Regions from separate parts of the Mus musculus genome. Here all the other regions are linked to region 1. Evidence: chromatin contacts called from public Hi-C and Micro-C data. All regions are on one chromosome and are shown on one strand. Each heading gives the region's core, a stretch centred on a gene start, on an enhancer-like site or on the middle of the called end of the contact. The rest is flanking DNA. Distances are from core to core; before and after follow the strand shown.

Region 1 (2,700 bases), core at 131-2,630:
ATCAGCATCCAAACGCTGACACCATTGCATATACTAGCAAGATTTTATCGAAAGGACCCAGATGTAGCTGTCTCTTGTGAGACTATGCCGGGGCCTAGCAAACACAGAAGTGGATGCTCACAGTCAGCTAATGGATGGATCACAGGGCTCCCAATGGAGGAGCTAGAGAAAGTACCCAAGGAGCTAAAGGGATCTTCAACCCTATAGGTGGAACAACATTATGAACTAACCAGTACCCCTGAGCTCTTGACTCTAGCTGCATATGTATCAAAAGATGGCCTAGTCGGCCATCACTGGAAAGAGAGGCCCATTGGACACGCAGACTTAGTGTGCCCCGGTACAGGGGAACGCCAGGGCCAAAGGGGGGGAGTGGGTGGGTAGGGGAGTGGGGGTGGGTGGGTAAGGGGGACTTTTGGTATAGCATTGGAAATGTAAATGAGCTAAATACCTAATAAAAAATGGAAAAAATAATAATAATAATAATAATAATAATAAAAGACCCAACAATTCTCCTAGATCTTCTCAGGTCTCAGTAGAATTAGCACTTCTGTTCTTGTTTTCCTGAATTCTTATAAAATCACAATGTATTGTAATTATCTGCTTACAGATCCATTTCTTCCCGAAGTCCTTAAGAGCTTTTGGAGGACAAGAAATAATGTCTCTGCACATCACATATTCAGATCATTGCCTGTCAAAAGTAGTCATGGAATATGTCTTTAGATGAATTTTCAATGACAAAGAGAATTCATTATGGTTTAAAATGAATCTTTTTCTCCTTTGAAAGTTTTATTCTGGACCACCCTTCACTGACAGTTGGAGTCCTTTGATTTGGTATTGTTCTTTTTTCTTTCTTTCTTTCTTCTTCTCTCCGGCTCGCTCACCCAGAAGGCTGCACTCACATCCTGCAGAAAGGGACAAGTAACTCCGTTCTGGCCTCTGTGCTCTGGGCTTTTTGACAAGCTTTTGAAAATGACAGGGTTCGGCAACTTCACAGGGTGTTCAGTAATGGTCGCTTCCCCTGCTGCATTTTGAAGCTAACATGGGAAGGACAATCTGTCTGTTTTTGGTTGGTTAACACTTAACTCGTCAAAAATATGTTTTGTAACACATAGTCTATGTCCAAGAGGTCTTGCAAGATTTCCAAAGCTTTTTCCCACACTTTTTTTTTCTTCTCACCCGCGGAAAAAAGAAACAGTGTATTGCCAAAAACAAATTATCCCACTTCTCAAAAAGGACTGCTGCTGCTCGGGAATCTTCAAGCCACAAAGTTCACTTCAGGCCCGATCTTGGCCAATACTGCCCGCCACACTGCACGTATCTTGCTCGGCTCCTGCTCCAGTGCGGGGCTGCATCATGCACCCTCTTTGAGTCAGAGCTTGAATGTGGACAGTGTTGCCTGGCAACCGCTGAGGTCAGCTGCTCTTTGGCTATGCCGCAAAGATTCCTTTTTTTTTTTTTTTTTTTTTTTTTTTAATGTAATTAAGATTTTGTTGAACATGAACTACAATTTTTGTTTTCTGGGGAAAAGAGAGGAACAAAATTCTAGAATTTAGAACCTTTTGGCAGAAGACCCGACAGAACTCTTTCATTTAAGAAATGCCTTTAAATGGCTTGGTAGGAAGAAAATAAAAATGGAGGTATATCAAGTCTAAGAAAGTTAAACAAAAATAGCTATAGGGATTTGAAATGTGTATAACTTGTAGAAAGAACTAGCTCAAGAATATTTTAACCATTACAAGCAGGCTGCTGAATGTATCTTTCCCTCATTGACTCTACTAGGAAAAACTTTTTCCAGAACATTCCAAGAGCCTCGTAGAATCCTGACTTTGTGTCCTCAGAGCCATATACCTACTGCTCTCAGAAGAGTTTCTCTAGACTGCCCAATTGATCACGCTGGGCCACTACAGAACCTTTAAGTGTCTCTCACACGACACACGCTACCTTGACTTTTAGAGCCCTTTGGGAATGAATGAGTCGACTCACCCCCAACAAAGATGCTCTCTACTCCTCCAAATCCAAGATAAGGAAAGTAGCTAACACATAAGAATATTAAAAACTTGAGTTAATATCAATAAGGAAAGAGCACATAAATAATTTAAAAACTGAACACTAAAAATATTAAGGTTCATGGAAAACAGTTGTAATTCCAGAATCCTCTGTCCTAAAGAACTGCTTAGTGTGAGAGAGCAGTATGACGTTTAATCTTTGCTCAGAAAGCCCTTCTCTTTCACACTAAATGTGTTCTTTCCTTATTAATACCAATGTAGCTTTTATTGGAGGTTTTCAGCTACTAAAAACCAGTAAGCCAATGTACTTTAGACTAAGTAAATATTTGTGTTACCAGGTTCTGGCCAGCAATGATAAACGGTTGAAATGATTATAGCAGGAAATTGAAGCCAGAATTAATGAATTTAGGGGACTAAAAGTGTATTCATCTGACTCGGTAGTGAGCTTGTGTGAGCCCCAGCGTTCTCATCTGGAGAGTGGGGAGAATGAGAGTTTTCTCTGAGTTGTGATAATTAATGGGCATATTGGATGGGTGTTTTGTCCCAGCCTCGAGAGAAAGAGAGAAGCAGCCTCCAGAATCATCTCTTGGATGTGCAGACTCTATGGGACAGTGAGCTGTTTCTTGTGTCGGGGTACAACAGCATCCCTGACCTTCTCTGGCTCTCCTATCACAGTTTTCCAAAACCTGATGAT
Region 2 (2,700 bases), core at 54-2,553, 43 kb before region 1:
GGGGAGAGAGAGAGAGAGAGAGAGAGAGAGAGAGGATGGAGTATGATTGTGATAGTCGGGATGCGGTGTTGGGGATATAGATCCATTGTCCAGAACCTCTCAGAATATGCCAGAACATAGCTTCATCCTGCTTAGGAAATGAAGTCCTAGCCATAACTGGTCAGAGGAACCTGATGACAAAGCTGCCCCTCTCTGAGGGCAAAGGCAAGTGCCTGAGTTACCTGGACATGGAGAGGGGGGCTCCTTTCTACTTACCACTTACTTTAGCTGTGGAGCCCCAATTGTCTCATCTACCTAACAAGATAATCAGGACAGAATGAATTATATAGGATGCCAGTGGGCATCAGGACAAGGCTGAACATTGTTGCTGTGCTTCCAAATACAGGGTTCAACGAATTCAATATGGATAGGCAACCCTTCCAAAGATGAAATAAAGAGGATGCCAAAGGGAACCAGCTGACTAGAAAAGGCACTCTGTAGGTGGGGGTAGGAAGGCGTGGTGCATAGAGGCAAAGCTGATGTATGGGCAAGACTGTGGCTTGGACACACAGCCCACACCGACAAAGAAATCTTGGATTGGGGACACCAGAACTGAATTTTACAGAGTAGCTAACTGGGACGTATACTTTTGGGAGAATATGGAAGAAAGTGAATGGGAGAAGCTGCAGCTTCCTTGGGCGATTAAGCCTCATACACAACGGTAACAGAGCATTTCAATCAAAGAACAGCTGCTGTTGCACGGTGCCAGAGGGAGAATCCTTCCAGTCCCTTTTCTGCTGCTTCTATTTCCGGTGTTAGCCAGAGAAAACAAAACAAAACGCATCTTTGGAACACACTACCATCACTCTCCATTCTCATGGGACGCCGCTGTCCTTTTTCCTTCCCCTTCTTCCTTCTGGGCGACCCTTTGCACACAGGGGACGACCCAGGTCCTGGGGCGCAGAATCACGGTTTAGTTATTGGCTTCCTCGCTGAACCCCTTTGCTGTGCTGCTTCCGCCACCGCGCGGCGACATGCGGAATGGCTGCCCGCAGGCCCGCGCTTTACTTTGCCAAAATCCCCAGGAGAGCATCGTTCCTCTCGGGTGTTAGCGAGAACCTACGTGAGCAGATAAAAAGCGTCTTGGTTTGACTATTCCAGGCATGTAGTGTTTAGAATCAATCGGAAGCTGCTGGAGAGGGGCGCCGCTTCGTGGAGTGGCTTTCCTGGATCTGGGCCAGTCTCTTCTTAGCACGAAATACAAATAAACAAGGATTCCTCGGTGGCGCAGGCTGTATTGGCGGATCTGCTGTGACAAGAGCGCTGTTGCTGACAGGGTGGGTCTAGGCTCGGTTTGGCATCTCTACTGTGAAGCAGCAGCCGGCAGCATCCCGCAGAGAGCCAATTCAGCATTCTTGGAGCTGTTTTTCCTCTTCTCTCCCCCTTCCTTACTCTTTCTGAACAAGCAAAATGACTTCCCTCAGGCCCTTTGGGAGATAGAGCATGAGGCCTGCCCCAGGGAGCCTTGTGCCTAAGTGGATAACAGTTCCGCCTTTGGCAAACCAGTTTCCTTAATTTCACAGTGGGCCCAAATCACCGCGCAAGGACAGTGAAGATTGAATGAGGCTTCTTTGTCTCGTGCCCACTTCTGCTCGCATGGCCTAGCAAGGTGCTCCTTTTACATGTTCCCTTTATTCAAACTGTTTGCCTTATCTGTGACCAGGCAACCTTTCAAACACGAATGTAGAGGAGATCAGGACAGCCAGAGCTACTAAGCATGTAGAGTGAGGGCAGATATGGGTGACCACAAGTCCTGGGGGTGGGGTTGGGTGGGGGTTGGGGTGGGGGTGGTGGGGAGAAGAAGGGGGAAACAGATCTGAAAAGCAGAAGAGGAGAGAGGTGGAGTCAGCTGGCTAGTGCCACATGATTGGTCAGGGACAGAGCTGGCCCAGTGTCTACTACCCAGAGGAAAACAGGACAGCAAGAAAGGGGTCCTTCTCTACGGGGGCCTTGGATCCAGAATACTGTGTGAGAGAGGACAACAAAAGCCTGGAAAATGACAAAGTCTGGGGGAAGAAGCTTCCAGCCAGGGTGTCAGGAGGAGAGCCCATTAGGGAGGGAAGGAACCGGGCACCAGGAGAACATCTCTTTGACTTCAGGTGCTCTGGGAATCACGCGCATGTGAGTGGGAATCTCAGAGTCAGGATTAGTCTCTGAGAGCCTTGATTCAACTTATTGGTCTCTCTCTCTCTCTCTCTCTCTCTCTCTCTCTCTCTCTCTCTCTCTCTCTCTCTCCCCATCTCTCTCTCTCTCTCTCCCCATCTCTCTCTCTCTCTTTGAGACAGGGTTTCTCTGTATGGCCCTGGCTGTCCTGGAACTCACGCTGTAGACCAGGCTGGCCTTGAACTCAGAAATTCACCTGCCTCTGCCTCCCGAGTGCTGGGATTAAAGGCATGCGCCACCATCACTCAGCGGCATCTCTTCGTATATAATTGTGTGTGTGTGTGTGTGTGTGTGTGTGTGTGTGTGTGTGTGTGACTTACTGAGTCCAATTAGTACTGGCCTTTTGTTCATGTGTTTACATCTGATCACTATGATTGGAGCTCCTTCCTGAACAAGAACAAAACAAACAAACAAGCAGGTTCACGGGATTTAGAGTTGGGTAGGACTGTCTAGAACCTTCATAGCATTTCTGACAGTGTGAGAGCTCTGAGGAAAATG
Region 3 (2,700 bases), core at 184-2,683, 43 kb after region 1:
TAATAACATTTTATAGAACCCCAAAAGGCTCCAAAAAGAATAGTAAAATTAAGTTAAACAAAGTGAAGGAGCCATGGGTGAGACTTTTATGTTAAATGAACAGAAGACTCCTCTGGGTGTTTGCTGGAGATAGACCTAACATGTGACTCGCAGGAGCACGATGAAATCAGTCAGCTAAGATCTTCAGGATCCAAGGACTAAAGGACCTTAGAGTTTCTTCTCTTGTGTTGAAAGAAATAGATAAAGAGCGTTCTGTCTCACTAAACCGAAGTCTCTCTGACAACATAAACATCTTGTGCCTTTGCAGTAACTCCCCTTCCTGCTGAAGATACCATGGAGCCAGAGGAAGTCATTCTTTACTGTGTTTTTGAAATGACAGAATTTTCTTGGTTGTTTGGTGTGGTAGTTTGAATGAGATTGTCCCCCCTTTCAGTATCCTCCCCCTAATAGGCTCATATATTTGAAAGCTTAGCCACCAGGGAATGGAACTGTTTGAAATGATTAGGAGGATTAGGCATGGCCTTGTTGGAGGAGGTATAGCACTTGGAGTGAGCTATGAGGTTTCAAAAGTCCATGACAGGCCCAGTTTTGCTCTCTGCCTCTGCCTAAGGATGTAACTCTCTTCCCCTCCCCCTCCCCTCTTTCACCAAGGTCGTGCCCTCTCTCTGCTTCCATGGTTGCTCTCTTCTCCCTCCCAAGTGGGATTGAAGCATCCTTCAGCTTGTTAACCATCTTGGGTTCGGTGGATTGTATCCTAGGTATTCTGTACTTTTTTGAGCTAATATCCACTTATTAGTGAGTATATACCATGTATGTTCTTTTGGGTCTGAGTAAGGGGAACATGGGGGAGAGAAGTCCTGAGGGCCAGCAGAAAGAATGGAAATGGATGGGGTGGGGGGGAATCCTCTAGAATATACGAGAGGCCTGGGAGATGAAAGGCTCTTATGATTCAATGTTATTTTAGATGAAATGCCCAACAGTGGGGAAAGGTAACTTGTAGAGTCTACTTCCAGTGGACAGGGCATCAAGTGAAGGACTGGGGTTGCCATTCCACAGTCATAGTACCCTACAGGCATTCTTGGTGCTGGAGGAGCTGAAAGTTCTCCATCTTGATCCACAGGCAACCAGGAGGAGGAGGCTCTCTTCTGCAGTGGGTGGGGCTGGAACACTAGAAGACCTTAAAACCTGTCTACTCAGTGACACACTTTCTCCAGCAAGGCCATATCTATTCCAACAAGGCCACATCTTCTATTAGTGCCACTTCCCATAAGCCAAGCACATTTAAGCCACCATACATGCCAAACAGGCCCTTGCTGAGTGCTTGATTGAGCAGTTGCCCACTTCCTGAGTAGCATGCCAAGGCTGCTTTTACTTAGCCACTGCCTCTTACTGCTGAAAGCCTCTGTTGTGTCACATGATCTGAGACATCCTTCTGAGGCATTAGTCAGGCATCCAGGCTCCAGGCTCTGAGCTCTTCTGTAGGCCAGTTGCTAGGAGGGACCCAGAAGAGGCTGAAGTTTAGAGAATTCCTTCTCAGCTGCAGAGCTTGCAGAATTGTGCTACAGTCATTTTACAGATTGGTACTGCAGTGGTGGTTCTCATTTCATTTTCTTTTCTCCCGGCCCTCAGCTACACACTAGGAAGGAAGTGGGTGCACCCAGGTGACTGCCTTTGGTTAAACTGAGTTAGCCTGGTGTTTCATGCAATAGCTATGTCTCCAGGTGAGTGTAAAAGCTGGGGCTTTGGGTCAAGAGTTCATTTCCATGTCACAGGTGGCAGTTTAGGACTTGATGTGAAGTCATAGCCCTGACTTTTTTCAGACCAAATGTTAGATAAGGTGTTCCAGATCTCCTCCCCTAGGTACAAGTTTTCTACATGCCACTCACAGAGCTGGAGGTGGAGGGAGAATTGAAAAAAAAAGTAATAAGGGAAAGGGGGAGGAGAAGAAAGTAAGGAGAGCCCCCTCTGTTGTCACACAGAAACCAAGACTGGAGAGGTCTCTCTGTTAATATCATTATCTGTGACCAGCTGCTGCTTCTCTGTGACTGTAGTCCCTGTGCCCATAATGCTACCCTATTCTTGATGCAATTTCTGTGCCCTGATTGTGTCAGAGCCTCCACCTCTCTGCCAGTAACTCACGTGACCACAGACATCTACACCTTTAACTGCCTCGTGCAGATAAGCCTGGTGTTTCTCTCTGTGTCTTGGGCAAAATCAGAAGCCCTAACAAACTGCATCAGAGTACAGGAGAAGGCTGGTTCCTGCTGACGCACATACCCATCTCTGCCTCAACTGGGACGTTCCTGCTTATGTGTGGGATCCAACCTCTCTCTATCTCTCTTTCTCTCTGTCTCTGTCTCTCTGTCTCTCTCTCTCCCTCTCCATCTTTTTTCCCACCCCTCATTCACACATATTCTGTGGGTCTTCTTGAAGGAGCTTCTTCTGCCAGAGGAATCATTGTCCTTCATGTTTAGCTAGTTCAAATACGTCCTTCGTGCCAAGGCAGGACTTATTATTATTCTGCATTTTTATAGTCCAGCTCAGTACTGAAAAGGTAAAAGTTACTTTCTAAAAGTCTCTGGAATGAATGAAGGAATGGATTAAATACAATGGAGTCATTCAGTATCTGACAATCACAGTCAAGTTCTGGTGTCAGGAAAAGAGTTTAAGCTCTGGAATCAGACCAAGACATGTTTGAAT

Evidence for each region. Hi-C and Micro-C count contacts between places; a contact is called where the count stands out from the background.
Region 2: a Hi-C map of the C2C12 cell line shows a contact between it and region 1, with 5 times the contacts expected there. The contact joins the enhancer-like site here to the promoter of 4933412O06Rik in region 1. A contact is called at or near these places in 3 of 484 Hi-C or Micro-C datasets (the C2C12 cell line, embryonic fibroblasts and tail fibroblasts) and 1 of 115 datasets of contacts at active chromatin or transcription factors (embryonic fibroblasts).
Region 3: a contact with region 1 is called in a Micro-C map of embryonic fibroblasts, with 2.8 times the contacts expected there. The contact joins the enhancer-like site here to the promoter of 4933412O06Rik in region 1. A contact is called at or near these places in 3 of 484 Hi-C or Micro-C datasets (embryonic fibroblasts, liver and uterus) and 1 of 115 datasets of contacts at active chromatin or transcription factors (embryonic fibroblasts).

Annotation. Positions count from the first base shown.
Region 1 is chr13:15,801,250-15,803,949 of GRCm38.p6, forward strand. 4933412O06Rik (RIKEN cDNA 4933412O06 gene) reads right to left here and starts at 1,381. Exons shown (of 3, transcript NR_045507.1): 1 at 606-1,381.
Region 2 is chr13:15,758,293-15,760,992 of GRCm38.p6, forward strand. No RefSeq gene overlaps it. Among named protein-coding and RNA genes, the nearest start is that of 4933412O06Rik, 43 kb to the right of the region's middle. Within about 2 kb of position 1,304, at least 157 of the 459 cell types and tissues checked have an H3K27ac peak or open chromatin away from gene starts, as enhancers often do. A contact at or near this core is called in the C2C12 cell line, embryonic fibroblasts and tail fibroblasts, where this site is marked.
Region 3 is chr13:15,844,613-15,847,312 of GRCm38.p6, forward strand. It overlaps the pseudogene B230303A05Rik. Among named protein-coding and RNA genes, the nearest start is that of A530046M15Rik, 39 kb to the left of the region's middle. Within about 2 kb of position 1,434, at least 85 of the 459 cell types and tissues checked have an H3K27ac peak or open chromatin away from gene starts, as enhancers often do. A contact at or near this core is called in embryonic fibroblasts, where this site is marked.